Linked DNA regions of Sus scrofa: region 2 is linked to region 1. The links are chromatin contacts, called in public Hi-C maps. All regions are on one chromosome and are shown on one strand. Each heading gives the region's core, a stretch centred on a gene start, on an enhancer-like site or on the middle of the called end of the contact. The rest is flanking DNA. Distances are from core to core; before and after follow the strand shown.

Region 1 (6,123 bases), core at 1,126-3,625:
CAGGTTGAATTGAATGATTTTTTTGGATGAGAACCTGCTCACCTTTCTTGATGGCTAAAAAATGACTGTTTTCTTTTCTTTCATTCTTTTTTTTTGTCTTTTTGCCATTTCTTGGGCTGCTCCCTCGGCATATGGAGGTTCCCAGGCTAGGGATCTAATTGGAGTTGTAGCAGGTCTAATTGGAGCTGTAGCCGCCAGCCTACGCCAGAGCCACAGCAATGTGGGATCCGAGCCGCGTCTGCGACCTACACCACAGCTCACGGCAACGCTGGATCGTTAACCCACTGAGCAAGGGCAGGGATCAAACCCACAACCTCATGGTTCCTAGTCGGATTCGTTAACCACTGCGCTAAGACGGGAACTCCCTGTTTTCTTTTCAAATTAGCCTTGACCCACCTAAGCACTGAGAGGAAAAAGAGCTAGGAGCTGTCTACAAAGCACTTAATGGTCTATTTTTTAAAGGAGGTTACAATGAAGTGAATAACTTCTCTGGGCAGTATCACAGAGCCTAGTTATAGCATTTGATGACAATAGGGTATTATTAGGTAGAGCACTCAGGTGTGTGTAATCCCAGCAAACCTGGTCATGGGGGACATGGGGTGAGAAGCTATAGACATATTTGTACGAATTATCACTCATCAAAATGTTTACAGTATTTATTAATTTTAAAATATTTATTGGGAAAGGTAGTGTGCTAGACATTATGGAAGACATAAGGACAAATAAACTGTTGTATTACCCTCATTAGGAAAGATCATCACTTACTGAAATAATTATAATTAGAGGTAATGAATGATGAATTCCACAAGAAAGGAACAGAAGGCTATAGGAACTAGTTGGCATCATCATCCTCATTTATAAGACATAACATTAGGGTTCCTACAGGGGTGCAGTGGGTTAAGAATCCAACTGTAGTGGCTCAGGTTGCTGTGGAGGCACAGGTTCCATCCCCAGCCAGGCACAGTGTATTAAAGGGTCCAGCGTTGCCACAGCTGCAGCTTGGATTCAGTCCCTGGCCTGGGAACTTCGATCTGCCATAGGCGCAGCCAAAAAAAAAAAAAAAAAAAAAAAAAGCCTATACCATTATTCCACACAAGAATAGTTAAGCACCTTCTAGACTTAAAATACAAAACTACAGTTATGTTTCTAAAGTACAGATAGCTCAAGTGTGAAATGCAACTAGTAACTGTATTGTTTGGTTCTAAATACCAGTTTGAAACAGACTGTGTACCAGTTTGGAACAGATTGTGCAAGACACCAAACCACTTCAAAGTCCTCAAGAATATCTGAAAGTAGGAATGTTTTTAACCAAACCAAGATTTGGCCCCAGGACAGAGAAATGAACACTGGTTCTTAGAAAGGGAGCTAGGATCTCAGAAACTCACAGTTAATTCTTTATCTGTGAAAATTCAAGATACAGATACTCAGCAAGCAGATGAGAAGACATGAAAACGGAATGTTCACTACAACTAATTCTAGGTCACACTCCAGATTTTTTTCAATTGTTTTAATGCTGTCAACAAATCTGCTCTGCATGTAACTAGGAAAAAATGATTTTAATTCCATTTTTTTCTTCCTTTGATCAACATTAGAAAGTCAAAATAAAGATATAAATTAAAATTGAAAAGCCTAGGTCAAGCCTGCATTAAAATAAGCAATACTGAGTCGTTTAGAGCTCGATGATAAGGAAAAATGGCAACACCTTACTCCTAAACTATTTCAATAAGGGCGGGAGGATGACAGAAATCAATAACTCAAAATAAGCAAATTTCAAAGTTAAAAGTGATCAAAAATAATGAAAATGTCCAATTTCTAGAAGCTTCCCAATATAGTGCATGAAATCACAGAGAGCGCTGTTGGCCAAAATGGGATTTCCTAAAAAAGGCCTCACAGACTACAGCGACAACGGTCCTTTAAGCGCCTAAGACCACATCTGACGGGTTGCTGGAGTCCTGGAATACTCCAGCAGGAAGGTGCATGCATATAGGTCCTTGATGGACGTGCTCAAGGCTTCAGCGAGTCCCAAAGCCCTTGGACAGAGGCCGCTGAGCCTTCTTCCAAGGAACGGCAAGCAGGGGTGGGACAGCACCGGAATTTTCCTCCCTCACTCATTCATTCTCTGATTCACTGGTTCCTGGAGGCGGTTCACAAGGACGCGCGGTGGAAAGGCGGAGCGCGGGCGGCCCCGGCTGGGTGCGGCCCGGCGCCTAGGGCGGGGGGTGAGCGGGGCGGGCTAGGGGGCGCGGGCCGGGGGCGCGGACGGCGGGTGCCCGGGAGGGGCGGGCTCGGCTGCCTGCACCGGAAGTGAGTGGCTGGCGGCGGGCGGGGGGAGCGAGCGGCCGGGCGCGAGTCGGTCCGCCCGTCGGCTGCCCGGCCCGCAACCCCGCCTTCTGCGTCTCGGCCGGACGCGGCCGCACTCGGATCCGCCGCCGCTGGGCGCTGCGGCCGTCCCTCCCGCCGCGCGCTCGGCCCCGCCCCCGCCGCCGCCGCCGCCCGGTGGGTCAGTCAGTCAGTCAGTCACGGAGCGCGCGGCGCGGAGCTGCGGGCGCTCGAGGCATCTCGGGAGAGGGAGCGCCGCGCCTGCGGAGGAGGCGGCAGCGGCAGCGGCAGCGGCGGCTGGACGAGCGCGAGCGGCGGCTACGCTGCCTGGGGCCGCTCCGGGAGTCAAGCCCGCCGGAGGACTTAGCTGCTGCCGCGGTGAGTACTCAGCCTCGCCCTCGGGGCCGGCCGGGCGCGGGGCTCTGAGGCGCTGCCGTCGCTCCCGCCTCCATTTTCCCGGCGCCCGGCCCCGCCATCCGGGTGCGGTGCGGGCTGCTGAGCCTGGGGCGGGGTCGCGGCTGGGGCCGGGGCCCGGGCCCGGGCCGGTTGGACCTCGGCCGGCAGGCGGCTGGCTGGTGGGTGGGCGTCGGCGGGCCCTGGGCTGCACCCTGAGCCCCTGGGGGCCGCCACGGAGGGAGACAATGAGATGCAGGGCCGCCTGGGGAGGGTGCGCTTGGGTTTCTCCGACCCGGCACCGGGGCTGGTGGCCCGGGACCGTGGGCAGGAAAGGACTCTTCCCCCGACCAGCCGCAGAAACCAGTGATTCGGGGTCTGGGGTTCCCCGGGTTTCGGCGCCCCCCATGTTTCGTAAATGAGTTCAGTGCAGAGATTTAGAAAGGCGGGGCGGCACCTTCTATGTCTTCTTGCTAATTAAGCAGGGTAAGTAATCGCTCCATTGCTCTTGAGCCCAATCTCATCTTTCTGTGTCTGTGTGCATTCCCGCCGGAAATCCAAACTGCAATTCATGCGGGGGGTGGAGGGAGGAGAAGGAAGGCAGTGTAATAGTATTAGGATTCGTTTTAAGACGGGTTGAAAGATGGGGTTTTCTTATCCAGGTAGCGTCTTAGGGTGTCCCCGCAGTGCGAGCTGGAAACCGCATAAGTCATTGCTCGTAGGCATGAAGACGTGGCTTAGCGTGAAGTAAAAGCTTTTGGGAAGGGTTATAAGCATTGCATCAAATGTGACTTGTTGGTGTGCATCTCATAATCTGTGGGAAGAGCAGTTGGGAAAATCTGAGAGAATTGAAAGGTTCTTCACTTCGCCTCCCAAAACGGGTTGGTGTTGTCTGCACCATTTCCCTTGGAGATGTGGAGGGCTGCCTCTGTGTGTAAAGTCCGCTGTAAAGGTACAGTTAAGGTAACCGGCTAGGAGTGGGGCGTGATCGTGGTATTGAAAGGGTGGTAGTGAGTCCATAGGAATATTAAATTCAGCAAGTATTTAGGGAATACCTCCTATCTGTTAGGCAGGATGGAGGACACAGAGTGAACAAGACTGTAGCATCACAGCCAAGGCAATCAGCAGCTCCTTAAGCACTGGAATTGGCTACCAGTGTGATGTTGGATGGGCTGTTGAACTCTCAACAGTATGGTTCTCTGTCAGTAAAATGGGAATAACTAACACCACCTGCTTACCTCCGGAGATGCTTGTCTAATGGATTAAATAAGATAATGTATGCAAAATACCTAGCTCCTGGCAGGGCACCAGTGTGTTTAACAAATGTTAATTACTGGGATTTACTTGAGGGAAGGTGGGGGCGAGGGGGGGGAGAGAAGTGAATGTAGGTAGTTGTAATGCAATGCATTATATAATAAAAATGTTGAAGTAGAGGTGCAAAATAGGGAAGTGAAGAGGCGAAGGAATAAAATAATTCTAAATTGGGAGCACTGAGGGAAAATTCAAGGAAGCTGAGGCATTTAAGTGGAACCTTTAGTGATGGGTAGGATTTCAGCTGATGTAAATGGGTAGGGGAAGGACGTTGCTAGTAGAGGTGGTGCTGTCCTTTGAGGGAGGAATTGAGGAGAAGAGCAATGGGGGAAGGGCAAAATTAGAGACGCTCAAAAGCGTTTTAGCTCTTGTTGAGTCTGACCTTCAGAGATTGCCTCTGTTATTTTGCTTTCTGTGTTGTGAATTATCCAGAAACCAGATCTAGCCTATTCAAGTAAGTACAGAAATCTCTACAAAGCTCAATTACATGGGTTTTTTTTTTTTTTTTGGATGAGACATTTTGTGTTATTTGGATTGCTCTTCTCTTCTGTTTGAATTTAATAAAGAATTATTTGTAGATATTTCCTTGTGATAAATATTAGCTCTGTTTGGTGGAAAATGCCACTGATCTTTCAGAGTCAGAGGTCTCATTAAGATAATATAGTGAGTAAATGGCTGAAAGGTGTGCAGTAGTGGGCACATAATTGGGTGTGTCTCAAACTCGTGATCAACATTTGTTTTCACAAATATTTTAACACTTCATTTTCGGAAGAGGTGTTTTTAGGCATTGTCTTCTTTTGGTTTTGCCACCTTTTGGTTCCTGCCCCATGCATAATTATTAGATTAGCATGGTGGATGACTCTCACGATTAATAGATTTTATAGAATCTCATGGCTTTGCTTTGGTTCTGAAGTAGTTGAATGTCAACCTTAGTATTGTTAACCCCAAACTCTTATTTTAGGGAAACTAATATTAGCAAAATAAGAAATGTGACTTCAAGCAAGTCATTTATTTTGGACTCTAAATTCTTTTACCTATAAAGTGAGAAATTTCAGTTAAATCACTGGTTTTCTATCTGTGTTTTACTGAGTTTTGAGGACCTTCATAGATTCTGCAGATGTTTGCCTTAAATGTTATTAAAATGTTTTAAACCCATAATAAAAGCAACTACTATATGACATGCACTGTTTTAAGTGCTTTACATGTGTTAATCTACTTCATCCTTGCTGTTGTCCTATGATATAGGTTTTCTTAATATCTGAGAAAACAGGCACAGACTACAGAGCTATAGAGGGGCAGACCTGGGTTTGAAAGCAGGCAGCATAACTCTTAAGTTTGTGTTCTTTACTACATTCCTAATTGTCACTGTAATAAAATCAATAGCACATGAGATTTTTTTTTTATTGTGGTAAAATATACAGCATAAAATTTACCATTTTAACCACTTTTAAGTGTGCAGTTAAGTGGTATTAAGACATTCACATAGTTGTGCAACCATCTAGAACTTTTTTGTCGTACTAAACTGAAACTCTACCATCTCTTTCCACCCGGCCCCTGGAAAAACACTTTTCTACTTTATGATTTTGACTACTCTAGATACTTCATATAAATGAGATTATTCAGTGTTTGTTTTTGTTTTGTATCTGGATTATTTCGCTTAGCATAGTGTCTTCAGAGGTCATCCATGCCTTTTAAAGGCTGAGTAATATTCCATTGTGTGTATATACCACATTTTGTTTATTTATCTGTAGATGGACATTTGGTTGTTTCCACCTTTTGGTGTTGTAACTGCTCCGGATCAATTCCCTGCTTTCACTTCTTTTGGGTATATACCCAGAAGTGGAATTGCTGGATCATACAGTAATTCTGTGTTAGATTTTTGAGGAACTGCCATGCTGTTTTCTATAGCAGCGGTAGTGTTTTACATTCCTACCAGCACAAGGGTTCCAGTTTCTCCATCCTCACCTCAGCACATTTGTGTTTTTGTTGATAGCCACAGCCTAGTGACTGTGAAGTCCTATCTCTTTGTGGTTTTGATTTGCATTTTTCTAATGATTAGTGATATCAAGCATCTTTTCATGTGCTTATTGGCCATTTGTG
Region 2 (6,026 bases), core at 2,342-4,841, 88 kb before region 1:
AGCTGTCCTTGAACCTAGACAGAGCACCGAAAAGCAATCACACAAGCTGTGCTCTGCTCTAGTTATTTTTATGGACACCATGAGATCGGTTTTATCATACTTGAGATGGTGGCATAGTTTTGATTCTTTGAAGCCCTTCATTTGTGTTTCCAACAATTCCAGCACTTGAAAGTATGCTACAAACACAGAAGATTGAGAACCTTCAATACAACAGAAGGCTTTATACTTTTGTAAAAGACCTGGGGATACATACAGATTTGGGTTATCTATGATTATCTGATTTTGGTTATGTGAACCTACTCCTTCAGAGGAAATATGAAATTAAGCGAACGCTTTAATTTAAGGACAGATTCTGCATCCCAGAGGCAATTTTCAGAAATAAAGTCAAAGTAAATTAGACCAACCCTAAATCTAACATCTCCATCAGAAGACATTATATGATCCTAGATACTCTCTTTATTGCAGCTTGTGCTCTGCGACATAACTATCTCTCAGGATGCCAAAAAGAGGAGACTGTGAACATCAGAGAGCTCAAAATTTCCCAAAGTGTTCCTCTTCCCTCTGTTTTCCATCTTCCAACTAAATCGTATTGGCAGCCCTTTTCTCCCCTGAAGGTTTGTGTCTGAACCTGATACAGGGCTGGGGCCTCTTTTGGAGTAAGCTTTTGCTTCAATAAGTTGTATCACAGAAATAAATGTGAGAGCTTCCCGTCCCTGCCAATCATATCCATTCAAAATAATAGCACTTGCCAGGACCGGAGGTTGTGGGGAGGGAAGAAAGAGGAGAGCAGGGAGGAGGTAATGTCAGGAATTGTTCCCTTGCAGCTGGTATTGCTCAGTAACAACTGTTCCTGCAAAACAAAAGATCACTTCAGAAAGCCAGACAGACAGAGGCCAACAGAAAGAGATCATTATAATCACATGTTAGAATCAAACAGCTTGAATTACTTTGTTCAAGCCTCTTTAAGTTTCCTCGCTGTTTCATATAAACGTAACAATTCGACATACTCTACTATAAATACTATAGCATCAATATAATGACAAAGAAATCATCCTTCCAAACATCTACCAATTAACAGGTTTCTTTTCTGCTTAGCTTCCTCCATCCTGGGGAGAAAAGATTAAAGATGTTCTAACACAGGGAGGCAGTGTAGCACAGTGGTGAAGAGCACAGGCTTGTCCCCAGAGCAGGATACTGTCCCAGCTTTGCTTCTTATCTGTGTGACCTTGGGCAAGTTTCTCAACCTCTCCAAAGGCTTAGTTTTCTCCATTGCTAAATGAAGATTGAAACTCATCTCCTTGATGGGATTGTGAGAATTAAGAGAAATTGCATGTGAAACACTGAGCACAGCACCTGATCCCCTAAAGACCATGTAGTAAGTGTTTGTTGTTTGGAGTCAATAAATAGGTGAAGAAACAAATACGTCATTTTCCCCTTTGGACTTCTCATTTTCTATCCTCATCCCACCCCCAATCTAAGCCAAAAAGAGGGAAGTCTTTGGAAGTAGTTGTGGCACGCTTGTCAGGTCAGATTGCCAAAGGAGAATGTGATGTCTAATTGGCTGGTCTTAGCTTTGCTGTTGGATCAAAGACCTGCTCCACAGCTGTCCTTCCCTCACCCTTCTCATATGTCCCCTCCCGTCACACAGCAGCCACTGGGCCTGTCCATGTGGGAGATGACTATTACGTGCCAGCAGTTAGGTAGGTCCCGTTCAGGAAGTAAGAATTACCCAACTTTTATGTAGAGACAGTGTCCTGGGGCAAAGTCACAGTGATAACAAGGAGACAGGTGTTGGGGGTGGGGTAGGAAAGAGGCTTTTTTTTGTCGGGGGAGGGGGGGAGTATCTTTTTTTTCTTAATAGACAAATATGTGAAGTGTTCCTAGCTTTAGATCTTAGCTTTTTCCTTAAGATGTTTACTTAACTGTCTATAACTTCTTCAACACAACATCAAGACTGACCACATCCCACATAATCAGAAAAAGACAAGGGAACACTCCTTAGGTCTATGTGAACGATGGAACCAAGGAGGAATTTTACAATTATAGGTTTCCTCTGACGAAAGAACCAAAAGGTCCTCTGCACACCAAACTCATTTCATGACCGCTTTGGCCTCAGAAGAAGTGGGTGGCACAGTCACTTTCAGTGGTTTATGGGCTATTCCAATGTCCGCATCAGGGAAAAGAAATCTGGTCACGTGCAAAACCCCAACTGCTGATTCGAATGAGTTGCTGTGACAATGTTTTAAAAAATGCTTCCTAAAGGAATACAGCATGCACCCACGTGAAGGTATTTGCCTGTGTCAGAAGTTGCAGAAGTGCTAAGTGACACTGAGCTCAGCTGGCCTAAAGCCAAGTGAAGTATTTCACCCTGAAGGAAATTATAGTGCTGTCATTGTGTTGTAATCAGCCTCTATAAAATGAAGCATTGTGTTTCTGCTGAGTCGTGAGCAGAAAAAAATGATGCAGGATCTGGCTTCCTTAGGGGAAGAGGGAGAGTGTATCTCTGCATCCACAGAAGAGGATATTCCATTTGGTCTCCTGAAGTATATATTTTGCTCATCTTTTTTTTTTTTTTTTTAATTCTGCCTTTTCAAAGGGAGTTGTCTCTGACCCAAAATTGCAACACTCACTATGTGCAGAAGATGTTGCCATCTTTGTTGCCACTGATTTATAGAAGAGCACTCATTGTTTACACCCATCTTAATATACAAGAAATTTAGGTGGAGGGAAGAAAGTCTTGAAAATATGACACATGCTGAATTTTTCTCAGCTGTCTCCAGCAGCAGAAACCAGGCCAACACTTTAATGAAGAGGCCCACGAGGCGTTTCCACATTTTAAAGCCTCAGCAGTTAAATGGAAAATTAGCTCAGGCATATATGCTCAAGTATAGTAACTAGGCAAGCCTGCTGAAAACCAAAGGTTGTCATTACAACAGGTCATTTGCTGGTTAGGAAAGAACAAAGATCACGATAGTTCAACTCTAACATTAAAAAAAAAAAAAAATTCCCAGTAGTTGGATAATGTGGTACTTTAGGCAAGAGACCTAATAAAATACTCTCTGGTTATTCCTACATGGCCCAATCCTATTCTTCTCTTATTTCAATACTCTGAGCACCTCTTTCAGTTTTGAAAATAAAACCCCCAATTTTTATCTACAGACATGTGACAGACTGATTTTGCTAAGAGTCTCAGACCTAATCTCTATTAATGTTTAGCTTCTGGTTGCCTCCAGTTTAGAAGTTGGTGTGCCCACTAGAGGGGAAGGCGAAATAGCCAATGACATCTTATTTTGTTTGACAGATAGGGTTTTTGTTTTGTTTTGTTTTGTTTTAGTATATCTGTTCCTTTGAGGAAATAATAATTACAGCTACTATTTACCAAGTGTTACACCAGGCACCATCCTAGAGGTTTTAAAACATGATCTCCTTTAATCTCTACTTTTTGAAGTTGAACCTATTATCTTCATTTTACAGAGAAGGAAATTAGGATTTAGAGGAGTTTCACAATTTGCCCAGGGTTATAGAGCTACAAATCAGAAAGCCAAAAGTTAAAGGAGGCTGATTTAACATCGATTACACAATGCTGCCTCCCAAACTCCAAGTCTGTTTGCCCTGGGCAAATATTACTCTTCTCTTTCAAAAGCCAAAAGAAAAGAGGGAGATGGAAGCCGCCAAATGAGAAAGAAGCAAATAGAAAATGTTGTGCTTGTTTATCCATCCACAGAGTTTACTGAGGGACAGACACAGTTTATCAGATCCTAGCACCCTTACAAAACAGAGCCTGCCTTCAAGGAGCTCACATTTTAATTAGAAAAACACCTAAGATAGAAGGCAAAATGATATGTTGCAATAGAGGTGTATACAAAGTATTGCATGTAACAGTGTGGAGGAAGAAGAAAATTTTTTCTGACAGCTTGGCAAACAGTTGGAAAGACTTGTTTTGCCTGCTAATCATTAATATCACATCTGTTTCAGTCTATTCAGTGAGAACATTTCACACCCTTTGCCAAATTCATGTATATTAATACTGCATATTCAAAGACTTTCAAGTTACTGAACTGAAAGATCCGCTTCCATAGTTTCTGATGCTGTTGGTAGCAATGAAAATGGGTAAAATTTAGAAGGAAAAGTTTTGGGAAAGCAAACAAGTGACATGGAGCAGACTTTTAGGAACTTATCTACTTTACTGGCCAGTTCTTCAGATACAGATAAAGATACATGAATATGAATGTTAACTCAGCCCTTGCTTATTATAATCATAAATTGGAAACAATCTAATGTCCATTACTTGGGGATTAGTTAAATTCTGGTAGATCCACACAATGGGCAGCTCTGTAGCTGTTAAAAGGAATTTTGATACTTATTAAAGGAAAGAAAATCTCCATAACAGATTGTTGAGTAAAAAACAAAGTACAAAAAATATTATGTCATTTATATAAATACACACATACCAACAGAGATGGGCCAAATAAATACATAGAGGGATGACAAGAGGAATGTTTAGCAAAATGTTAATATTTCTCGGGTATTAGGATGACTTTATTTTTAAATACATTTAAGTATTTTTTTAATACCCTACATACTCTGCTTGGATTTTCTGCATCAACCTATTATTTTTGTAATTTAAAAAAAAAGAAATATGACCTTATTTGGGGGAAGGAGAATAATATTTCCTTCTAGACTTGCATATCATAAAATGACACATTTCAGAAATCACATTTCAAAATATATTTCTATTGAAGTAATCATAACTCACTTTGAACTAAATCTTTTCTCTGTCAGATCCTAGATCTGAATTTGCTTTGTGGACTTGTCCTCATCAGAAACCTATAACCATGTCAAAGACAATGGATGTGGGTGGGGTTGGACTTGGTTTTCTTGTTCTTCAACACAGAGACAGTCAAAAAGAGCCAAAGATTTCATTCACCTTTTAAAGGACATTCTAGCAGGGAAAACGAAGATCTATGCTTTTTATTTATGTCCACTCTAGAGGCAACAAGGAATAAAATATCACTGACTTTGAGGGCATTTCTAAGACAATTCTGCTGACTTGTAATCTGGCTTCATGCCAAAGAGCCCAAGTACCTGGAAGAAACATGCTGTACGCTTAATTTGTTCTTCTTTCTTTACTAGTGATTCCATGTTTATAAACTAAAGGACAAGAGGGTCTAAAAGGCATTCCCAACTTTGCATGCATTATAATGCACACCTCCAAAGCCAAATCAACTAAGGAAGCAGGCATTACAGACTCATTTAATCAATTCTATAAAGAAAGGACATCACTGGAATTCCCTGGTGGCCTAGCACTCAAGATCTTGTGTTGTCTCTGCTGTGGCAAGGGTTTATCCGTGGCCTGGAAACATACACATGCTGTGGGCACAGCCAAAAAAAAAGAAAGAAAGAAAGAAAAAACATCATTTACTTTAGGTTTTACAACTCAGATTACTGGCTGATGAAAGAAACTAATTTGCACAAAGATCCTTGGGCTTTTGTTTTCTCCCATGCAAAATTACTCCTCTTCCATGGCTAATATTCTATTACTCTAAAATTCTATTATTTACAGCTCTAGTAAATGGGCTCTTGAGGGTTTAAAAGTTGTATTGTTCTCAATAGAAAACACTTCATGATAGAATTTATTCCAATTACAGGAGTAAACTGGTTATATGAGGAGTACGTGTTCTTGCTACAGTCGTCATTACTAAGAGCACAATTAACAATCTCTAAAATATGTTTGGAGGATTTGATGTAAACATCATGCCATGTGCTGAGATGTAACAAAAACATAACTCAGAAACAAGAAGCAGAAAAAAATCAAGGAAGGAGAAAAACGAATGAAAAGTATTGAAAAAAGAGCTTTAAAAAAATCTAATGAATCAAATTGAGAGGAAAGAACCAGAAAAAGAGTACAACTGTCTATCACCAAAATAATATTGTTTTATGCAATTTAAACTTTTATATAAATTTTTCTAAGTTGTCTCAGATTCTCATCTTTGTCATTGAAACTATTCTTACTACCTTCATATAAA

What was found. A called contact is a pair of places that touch in the nucleus more often than the background predicts.
Region 2: a contact with region 1 is called in a Hi-C map of liver, with 5 times the contacts expected there. The contact joins the enhancer-like site here to the promoter of RAPH1 in region 1. A contact is called at or near these places in 1 of 5 promoter capture datasets (liver), 14 of 47 Hi-C or Micro-C datasets (alveolar macrophages, embryonic fibroblasts, fetal liver and 7 more) and 1 of 2 datasets of contacts at active chromatin or transcription factors (skeletal muscle).

Annotation. Positions count from the first base shown.
Region 1 is chr15:106,994,047-107,000,169 of Sscrofa11.1, reverse strand. RAPH1 (ras-associated and pleckstrin homology domains-containing protein 1) reads left to right here and starts at 2,375. Exons shown (of 15, transcript XM_021075323.1): 1 at 2,375-2,697. LOC110256919 reads right to left here and starts at 3,121. Exons shown (of 2, transcript XM_021074734.1): 1 at 2,522-3,121; 2 at 2,146-2,439. The coding sequence starts at 3,121. The coding sequence ends at 2,146.
Region 2 is chr15:107,083,171-107,089,196 of Sscrofa11.1, reverse strand. No RefSeq gene overlaps it. Among named protein-coding and RNA genes, the nearest start is that of CD28, 42 kb to the left of the region's middle. Within about 2 kb of position 3,591, at least 19 of the 83 cell types and tissues checked have an H3K27ac peak or open chromatin away from gene starts, as enhancers often do. A contact at or near this core is called in embryonic fibroblasts, fetal liver, fetal skeletal muscle and 1 more, where this site is marked.